Regions from separate parts of the Capsicum annuum genome. Here region 1 is linked to region 2. Evidence: chromatin contacts called from public Hi-C data. All regions are on one chromosome and are shown on one strand. Each heading gives the region's core, a stretch centred on a gene start, on an enhancer-like site or on the middle of the called end of the contact. The rest is flanking DNA. Distances are from core to core; before and after follow the strand shown.

Evidence for each region. Hi-C and Micro-C count contacts between places; a contact is called where the count stands out from the background.
Region 1: a contact with region 2 is called in a Hi-C map of leaf, with 2.0 times the contacts expected there. The contact joins the enhancer-like site here to the promoter of LOC107841444 in region 2. A contact is called at or near these places in 2 of 5 Hi-C or Micro-C datasets (leaf and placenta).

What each region holds. Positions count from the first base shown.
Region 1 is chr1:172,480,841-172,485,101 of UCD10Xv1.1, reverse strand. It overlaps LOC107841424 (UPF0613 protein PB24D3.06c), which reads left to right. Exons shown (of 9, transcript XM_016685350.2): 7 at 548-656; 8 at 1,076-1,140; 9 at 1,302-1,790. The coding sequence ends at 1,449. Among protein-coding and RNA genes, the nearest start is that of LOC107841424, 18 kb to the left of the region's middle. Within about 2 kb of position 2,716, at least 3 of the 5 cell types and tissues checked have an H3K27ac peak or open chromatin away from gene starts, as enhancers often do. A contact at or near this core is called in leaf, where this site is marked.
Region 2 is chr1:172,396,093-172,400,171 of UCD10Xv1.1, reverse strand. It overlaps LOC107841444, which reads left to right and starts at 1,250. Exons shown (of 1, transcript XM_016685359.2): 1 at 1,250-4,079. The coding sequence starts at 1,910. The coding sequence ends at 3,751.

The DNA of each region.
Region 1 (4,261 bases), core at 1,467-3,966, 83 kb before region 2:
CAAATTGCACTAAGACCCTTTCCTGCACCTTATTGAACTGTAATTCTTGTAGTGAGGCAAGGTATTGAGAATGAATAGAAAAAAGCTTCACTCTGAAGAGGTCCTTCAGGTTTCAGGGAGTTCTGTCACGAGGCATAAGTAAATTCTCTGGCTTATATCATATCAATGCAGCTATCTGTTAATTAATATTTCTAATGAAAATAATGAATTTGAACTTCAGGGAGAACTTGTTGATGGAAATCCTGAAAGAGGATGAGTAGTTTATCATACATATGATCATAGATGGCTCTAGGGTGGCGTTTAGTGGGTTCAACTAGACATTGCTTTTGGCCAGAATTTTGTATACGTACTAAAATATGTTAAAAATGTATACCTATAAAAAGATCATTACCCATTTTGAACCCACTGACGCTAGATCCTGACTTCACCTTTCCATGTGATGGAGGTCTGGTTAACTGAATAACAAGTTGGTTTACATGTTTGGACTCAAGTGTTTGCGTACCCTTTTCTACGATGGCTGCCTTCCTAATAACTGTATGTTTGACAGATATCACTCACTTTGCGCATACAATGGTGAGGATGACTTGTTTAGTTCCGACTTCAGTGATGACCAGCTGAAGCAGAAACTTGGGCACATGTCCAACACTCCTTGTCAGGTAGGAGACCAAGTCCATTCAAGTTTCGACAGCTATTTTTTCATCTATAGTTTCTATGTAGAGGTGTGTCCAAGCCATGTAACTTTTTTTTTTTTTTGAGAACTGCATGGCAAAATAAAATGGACATTTTTAATTTCCTAGAACTAGCTTTAGTAGTTGGAGTTGCTGCCATGTGACCAGGAGGTCACGTGTTTAAGCCTTGGAAATAGCCTCTGGCAGAAATGCAAAGTAAGACTGTGTAAAATACACCCTTCTGGTGGGGCCCTTCCTCGGACACCGCACATAGCGGTAGCTTTAGTGCACGTAGTTTGTAACATCCCACCCCCCACCCTGTGTCATTGTTCACTTGGGACCTAAGAATCTCCATCAATTTACAAGGATAACATGGCAGTGTTCTGATTCGCGCCTGCTCTCTGCAGGTTATATTTTCCATGGGTGATGAGTACATTCCAGATTATGTTGACAAGAAAGCATTGGTTGATAGGCAAGCACAAAAACCTTGCTAAAAATCCTTTACAGTTTGTGATTATAGTGATGTCAGTGATGCTCTTCCACCGACACTTTCGATGCGTTCTTGTTCTTATTCATGCGTCCTCAAGGTTACTTGACCATAGTTCTTGTGTATGCATTTTCAAACTTGTGCAGATTGTGCAGAGCAATGGGTGGTGCTGAAAAAGTTGAAATTGAGTATGGGAACCATTCTTTATCGAACAGAGTCGTAGAAGCTGTTGAAGCTATAATGAGCTTTGTTAAACGAGAAGGTCCAAGCGGGTGGGATGATCCATGGAACTAAATGCTTGATCCTGCAACTTCAATGAATTACTTTTGCCTTTCATATTCTTTATTTCCATGTAACCTATCATTTATATGTACACTGCTGGTAGATGGGCGTACAAATATTTTTTTACCAAGTGAAATGGTAGTCTAGAACAACATATCGTCCTTCCATTCTTTGTTTTTTCATGAGTTTTGTAATTTACTCTGCAAGATTAGAAATTAGCAGTGGGAATTGAATATCTGTCTCCCTTTTATTTGAATCATTGATCTTTTATCTGAAAGCAGGAGACATGCCGTAGAGGCGAATGTAACATTTTGGCTATAGATTCATTTGAACCCATATGTTTCTACGTGAAATATGGTTATATATATAAACCCTTACTAAAATGTCAATAAATATAGAACATGTTTCTAGGGAGTAGCATATGGAATTGCCAAATTGGTTGTTTCATGTGGAGTACGGAATGTCGGTAAGAACCAAACATGTTACTGGGAGATACATCCTAGGTTTCATGTGAGGTAGAGATAATGTTATGGATCTAAATATTTCATAGTAAAAACGGGTTCTTATTTGTATATAAGTATATAATTTTATATTAAATTAATTTGGATAAAATTTTAACGTTAGCATTCTTAAAGGACCCGAGAAGGGAAATTTGGAGGATGACATCTTTGTCATTTGATTACTTTATCTACAGATTATTATCCTACATTAAAAACAATATAAAAATAAGTATCAAAAATTGTGATATGAAAAATATTTGAATTAAATATACTTAAATAAAAGATTAAAATCAAACATGAAATTAAATACTTTTTATATGCCCGATAGACAATGATAAAAGTAGACGAAATTCTACTGCATTATTGTGGAAAGATTCTTAGTGGGAAGATTGTGGATAATTAACTTACCATATGCTGTTGACTGAGAAGATTTTAGTGTGATGGGTAAAAAAATTAAAATAAATTGCGTTAGGTTCATAAATTAGATGTGAAAATTGAAATTGTGGGAAGATTCAATTTTGACAACTATATAAATTCAATTGAAAACAAAAGTGAAATGAAAAGGTAATAAAAGATTTTGGGGATATTAGACTTTTTCTACTGAAAATTAGTGCTTATTTTCACACATATTTATTGAATCAATGGGAAAAAAAATTCTCACTTTCCAATGGGCTGATAGAAAAAAATCTCCATTTCTAATAATTAGAGGATCGTTGACAAGATTAGTAGTGATTGGCGGGGGAGCTAGCGGCGGATCTATCAAGGCCCGTGGGGTGGCACGCCACCCTCAAACTTTGACGGAAATTCTCTCTATATATAGCTATATATATATATAGAGAGAGAGAGACTGATATAGTAAAATATTAAATTTGCCAATCCACAATACCAAAGCACTATTTATTGCAAGTGGCAAAGCGCCACTTTTCTGGGTCAGGGTCGTGGGTTTGATCTCGGTCCGCAGCACATCAATTTAAAAATAAAATTTGTTAAACATTGTTCATTAAAATAGGGCAACAGGTGTCGTAAATGTATGGGTCATAGGTCGTGGGTTTGATCTCGATCCGCAACACATCAATTTAAAAAAAAAATTGTTAAACATTGTTCATTAAAATAGGGCAACATGCGTCGTAAATGTACCAGTTGACAATTTTACTTATATAAATTATACTAGTTGACTAAAATGTATAATTAATAGTATTATTTTTTTACTTTGTTTATTTATTTAATTATTAAAAAGGTATAATTCAATCTCTCTCATCAAAATTTAAAAAAAAAATTATTTCCACATCATCAAACATCGACCTTTCTCTATGTACTTGAGGGTAGCTACCCGCTGCTGCTTGCTGTCGCCGACCGATTTTTTATCGTCGTCGGCAAAAGTTTAAGTTGTCATTTTATTACTGTTCTTTTTTTTCTTAATTAATTGGTTGGTTAATTATCCTATAAATTGAAAAAAATAAATAATCTGATTAATTTAATCGATAAGTTTACTTGGCACCCGAAGAGTCAAAATCCTGAATCCGCATCTGGGATCTAGGGTGGTCATGTAGACGGCTTTGTCCTTTTTCTCATCACCAATATAATGCTGCGACAAATGACAATTATAATATAATACGCAGAATTTTAAAATATATTAATATAGAATGATATTAAATATTGTATCTATTATTGCCAAGTGGAATGCAAAACAGGAGAGATACGAATTCAAAGTTCAGCAAAAAAATTATACTAATGAAGTAAGTGATTTCTTCTCGTTTTCTAAACTATGTCGTGCAAGAAAATAAATATCAAGTAATGATATCACTCCATAATCGACATGTTGGAAAATTGTGATTTGACTCAAATGTTATTGTTAATAAAGCAACGTATTAAGGTTATAGAGACTTTATTCTACATGTTTGGTCCGCAAGAATTTTACTTTTTATGTTTCAACTTTAACCTAATATTTTATTTTGTCACTTTATAAGGCATTTTGGTCATCCGAGGGCACTGTAGAGTTGATAAATTCCGTATTAATAATACTACTTTTCTTTTATATTGAGTAATACTTATTCCCTTCGTTTCAAAATAGTTGATCCTCTTATTATAAATATTTCATTCCATAAATCAGATTGATAAAAGTACCATATGAAATCTTCGATTTTTCCCCTTCCTCGATCCCTATCCCATAGGTACAGTGTTTGAATCAATACAGAACCCTTTCTTCTGTATGAATCGATATTATTGCATTTCAAATTCTTCCCGATACCTCCCAAGGAAAATCTCGAATTTGGATCCCAAATTGACGGGTTAGTGTGAGCTTATCCATGCGGTTATGCACTCTT
Region 2 (4,079 bases), core at 1-2,500:
TACTTTGTAATCACAAAATTAAAAAATTAAAGTGAACACTTTAGGAAATTAAATATATAGAATATTTGAGAATTGAGAATTGAGATTTGAGAGAATGAAAAATTGTGTGGAAAATGATTTGAAAGTGTAGGGTATTTATAGGAACTTTTTTGGGTTTTAAAAAATAATTTAATTGATATTTTTTGTATTTTTTTAAAATAAAAAGGGAATTTTAGCCGTTTTGGTTCCCAACGGCTATATTACCGTTGGGCCCAACGGCTATAATGAGCCAACGACTATTTTTTCAGAAATTTCATTTTTTTTTAAATTTTTTTTCTTAACCGGACCGAGCTGATTAACCGACGGACCTGAATTGATTTTGATCCGAACCGGGTTAATCGGGCAAAAAAAAATTAACCCAACCCGATACCTGATACCCTATAGCCCGTGGATTGATCGGACCAGATCAAATCAAACTGAGCTGATATGGTGGGCCGGCTTGAGCCAGTTCGGACCGGGTCAAACCGGCCCGATAGACAAGTATATCTCTAAGTAAGAAAATAAATGGAGAGTTTCTTTCCTAAGTTTAACAATATTGCTAGCCTTTTACCGTCCCACAATTAGAGAATTCTAAGATTAGATAAGTCACTATAGAAGTATTTTTATTACAAAATCTACGAAAATGCGATATTTTAATACTTTTTAAATATGTAAATTGACAAACACAAAACATAATAAATTCATATAATCATATCATACTATGACTTTGTAGAGAAAAAATATTAATTAAATTATTCAAAGTAAGAAAATTAATATATCTTCATAAGGAAAGAGCACTCAAATTAATTAATTTATAACAAACTCTAGTATTAATTAGAGTCTAAAAATAGCTATTGAGATTCATATAACTAACTCAAAACTTATTATAGAAAATATTGATTCCTACTCAAACCAAGGAGAAAATTAAGCGTAATTATTGTAATTAACATAAATAATCAAAATAGAATAATGTTCCACGTGGCAGCTTATCATCGAGCCACCGTAGCTGATATAATTTCAAGAAGATAATAATGCTCCGGTAAGGCCACTGGGATAAAGTTCCATGTTCCGCGGCTCAAAATTCCATTTCCGTGTCTGTCGGTGAAGTCCCAATAATTGTAATTTTGCATAACTCCTAAGGGCATTATCAACAATTGACAATATCAATCAATCACTACAAGCAACAGCTCTTTTATAGCCTCTCACTCTCTGTTTGTACTGTATTGTTTGATTTGATATTGAAATAGAAAAAAAATATTTTAAAATTTATTCTTTAAAATAATTATATGTATTTTAAATCATGATGTTAAGAGTTAAATTGATATTTTAAATTTAAATTATTATTGAATATTAGAAATACGACAACATATAGTAGTACATTTTATCCAGTAAGCTCTTTAATATTTTCACTAACAACTTTTTGTACCGTAGTTGGGATCCTCTTCTTCCTCATTTTTCATTGTCCATATCTTGTCATTTTCTTTCTTCTACTTTGTCTCTCCTCATTCAGCTGCTGCATAAAAACTTTGACAACCTTGGTGTTTTTTTTTTTCGAACTATTTCCACTACATTAGCTTTTTCACTACATTTTTAGTGAAAAGAAGTCCCAATTGGCCTAGGCCTACTTATTTTCTTGTTAAAGGAATTGGGCATTTCTTGATTTCTTTTTATTTTTCAGAAACTTAAATGTAAAAAAGTTTCTCTTTTTTACCTAGTAGGTGAGGCTTTTCAAGATTCTTGGTGGGTTTGTACAGTTCTAGCTGTTGGCTTTTTGTTGGTTGGTTCTGCTCTTTTTCAAAGATTTGGGGGGAAATCGTCATTTTTCTCATTCTTGGTTGGGTTGTATAGTTGTGGTGTTGGGTTTTGGTGGGTTGGTGCGAACATTTACAATATGTTTTCTTGTAAGATGTCTGAGAAAGCTGGAAATGTTGGGTGGGTTATGAGGTCTAACAACCCCAAAGTTCAATGGTGGTTTAAGATACTGACAATGGGTGTTTTTCTTGGAATCTTGATTGTGTGGGGGATTGATGGTGTCACTGTGGGTAGTTTCCAGAGAGATTTTGTTTTGTTGAAGGCGAATAGTAGTTCAGGAGAGTTTAGACCTAGCTTTAAAGATTTCAGCTTTACCAATATTTCTCTTAGACCTCATTCTGTAATTGCTCTCCAGAATTTGAACCAAGATTTTCCACGAAAAAATCTGGCTCCTAAAGTTGAACCTCAACCGATAAATTTGACCGAAAGTCAAGGTGATGCCACTGATTTTAGCCTTGAAATGGTGTCAGATTTGACCCCAAGAGTTGTTAGGTGGATTTCAGCTGAATTAGAGGCAAACTTTTCAGCAAATCTACTTACTAAGTGGTTGGCTCCTGGTGGAGAGCCATGTAGGGAATCAAGAACTGTGGATGTAAAAATCCCTGCTTTGGATGGTCGTGAGAACATTGAGTTGTCAACTGGGGATATTCATGAGTTTGTTTTTCATGCATTGGATGCTTCTGGGAAGCCTCATTGTTTGGGTGGTGATTATTTCGAAACTGATATTGCTGGTGAAACATGGAAGTCTAGGCCGCCAATTAAAGATTTAGGCAATGGTACTTACCAGTTTTCCCTGCAAGTTCATCCTGATTTTTCTGGGGATTATAACCTCACGATTATCTTACTCTTTCGACATCATGAAGGCTTGAAGTTTTCGCCTGAAAGATTTGCATTTGACAAGGTTTTGCGCGTGATCCCAGTCAAATTCTCCAAGTCCTCCATTGATTTACCTGAAATATCTCAGTGCAAGAAGTCAGATCTTATTAGAGATGTTTGGTCTGGTCGATGGACTCGTCATGCCAAGAATGATAGCTGTTCAATTAGCAATGATGGGCGATACAGATGCCAAGAACCAAATTTTCCATGCCAAAAACCATGGTGTGATGGTCCACTAGGGTCCTTGGAAAGCAATGGTTGGGTGTATTCAACACATTGTTCATTCAAGATGTTCTCAAGTGAAGAAGCATGGAATTGTTTGAAGGATCGCTGGATTTTCTGGTGGGGCGATTCGAATCACTGTGACACAGTGAGAAACATCCTCAATTTCATTTTAGATGTGAATGATATAAAGGACGTTCCAAGGAGAGTTGATTTGAACATCAGCAACCCAAGGAATCCATCACAAACAATTCGATTTACGAACATTTTCAATGGGCATCATAACCAGACAGGCAATTATCAAGGCTTGAATTCATTGAAAGATGCTGACTATAGAGAACTTTTGAAAGGGTACTTCTCTGGACATGTTGTTCCAGACACTATTATCATGAATTCGGGGTTACATGATGGAGTGTATTGGCCTAATATTAGGCATTTCATTGAAGGCGCCGACTATGCTGCTTCATTCTGGGCTGAGGTACTTAATGGGGTAAAGCAGAGAGGAGTGAGACCGCCTGAAGTCATATATAGGACCACAATAACCACCGGCGGATATGCTAGACGATTAGCATTCAATCCAAATAAAATGGAGGCTTTCAATGGGGTAGTCTTGGATAAGTTTAGGGCATATGGTTTAGTTGATCGCATCATTGATGATTTTGACATGACTTATCCATGGCACTACGACAACCGATGCAACGACGGGGTGCATTATGGCCGTGCTCCGGCCAAGCTGAAGTGGAGGGATGGCCAGATTGGGCACCAATACTTTGTAGACATTATGCTTGGTCACGTGCTGGTCAATGCGTTATGTGCAAGATAGAAGGTGGCAAGTTACCTTCTGAGTCCTGAGATGCAGCCAACTTCAAGCAATGGATGGTGCATTTCAAGCTTGGCTGCTAGAATTTTGCAAGAGGAGGAAGTTTGGTGATATTCTTGATCTTACCTTTCTTTATTTTACTGTCATTATGTTTTGTATAATGTCTTCCACGTTTTTAGGCCAATACTAAAGGTTGTATAGGGAATACTAAAGAATTTATTATTCATTTTTGGAGCTTCTTGTAGTCCCATTTGCTTGGACTACTGTAGATGTAATGAATATTACTATTACCATTTATTTACTTCTTTCTTCTCTTCCAAAGGAAAACAAA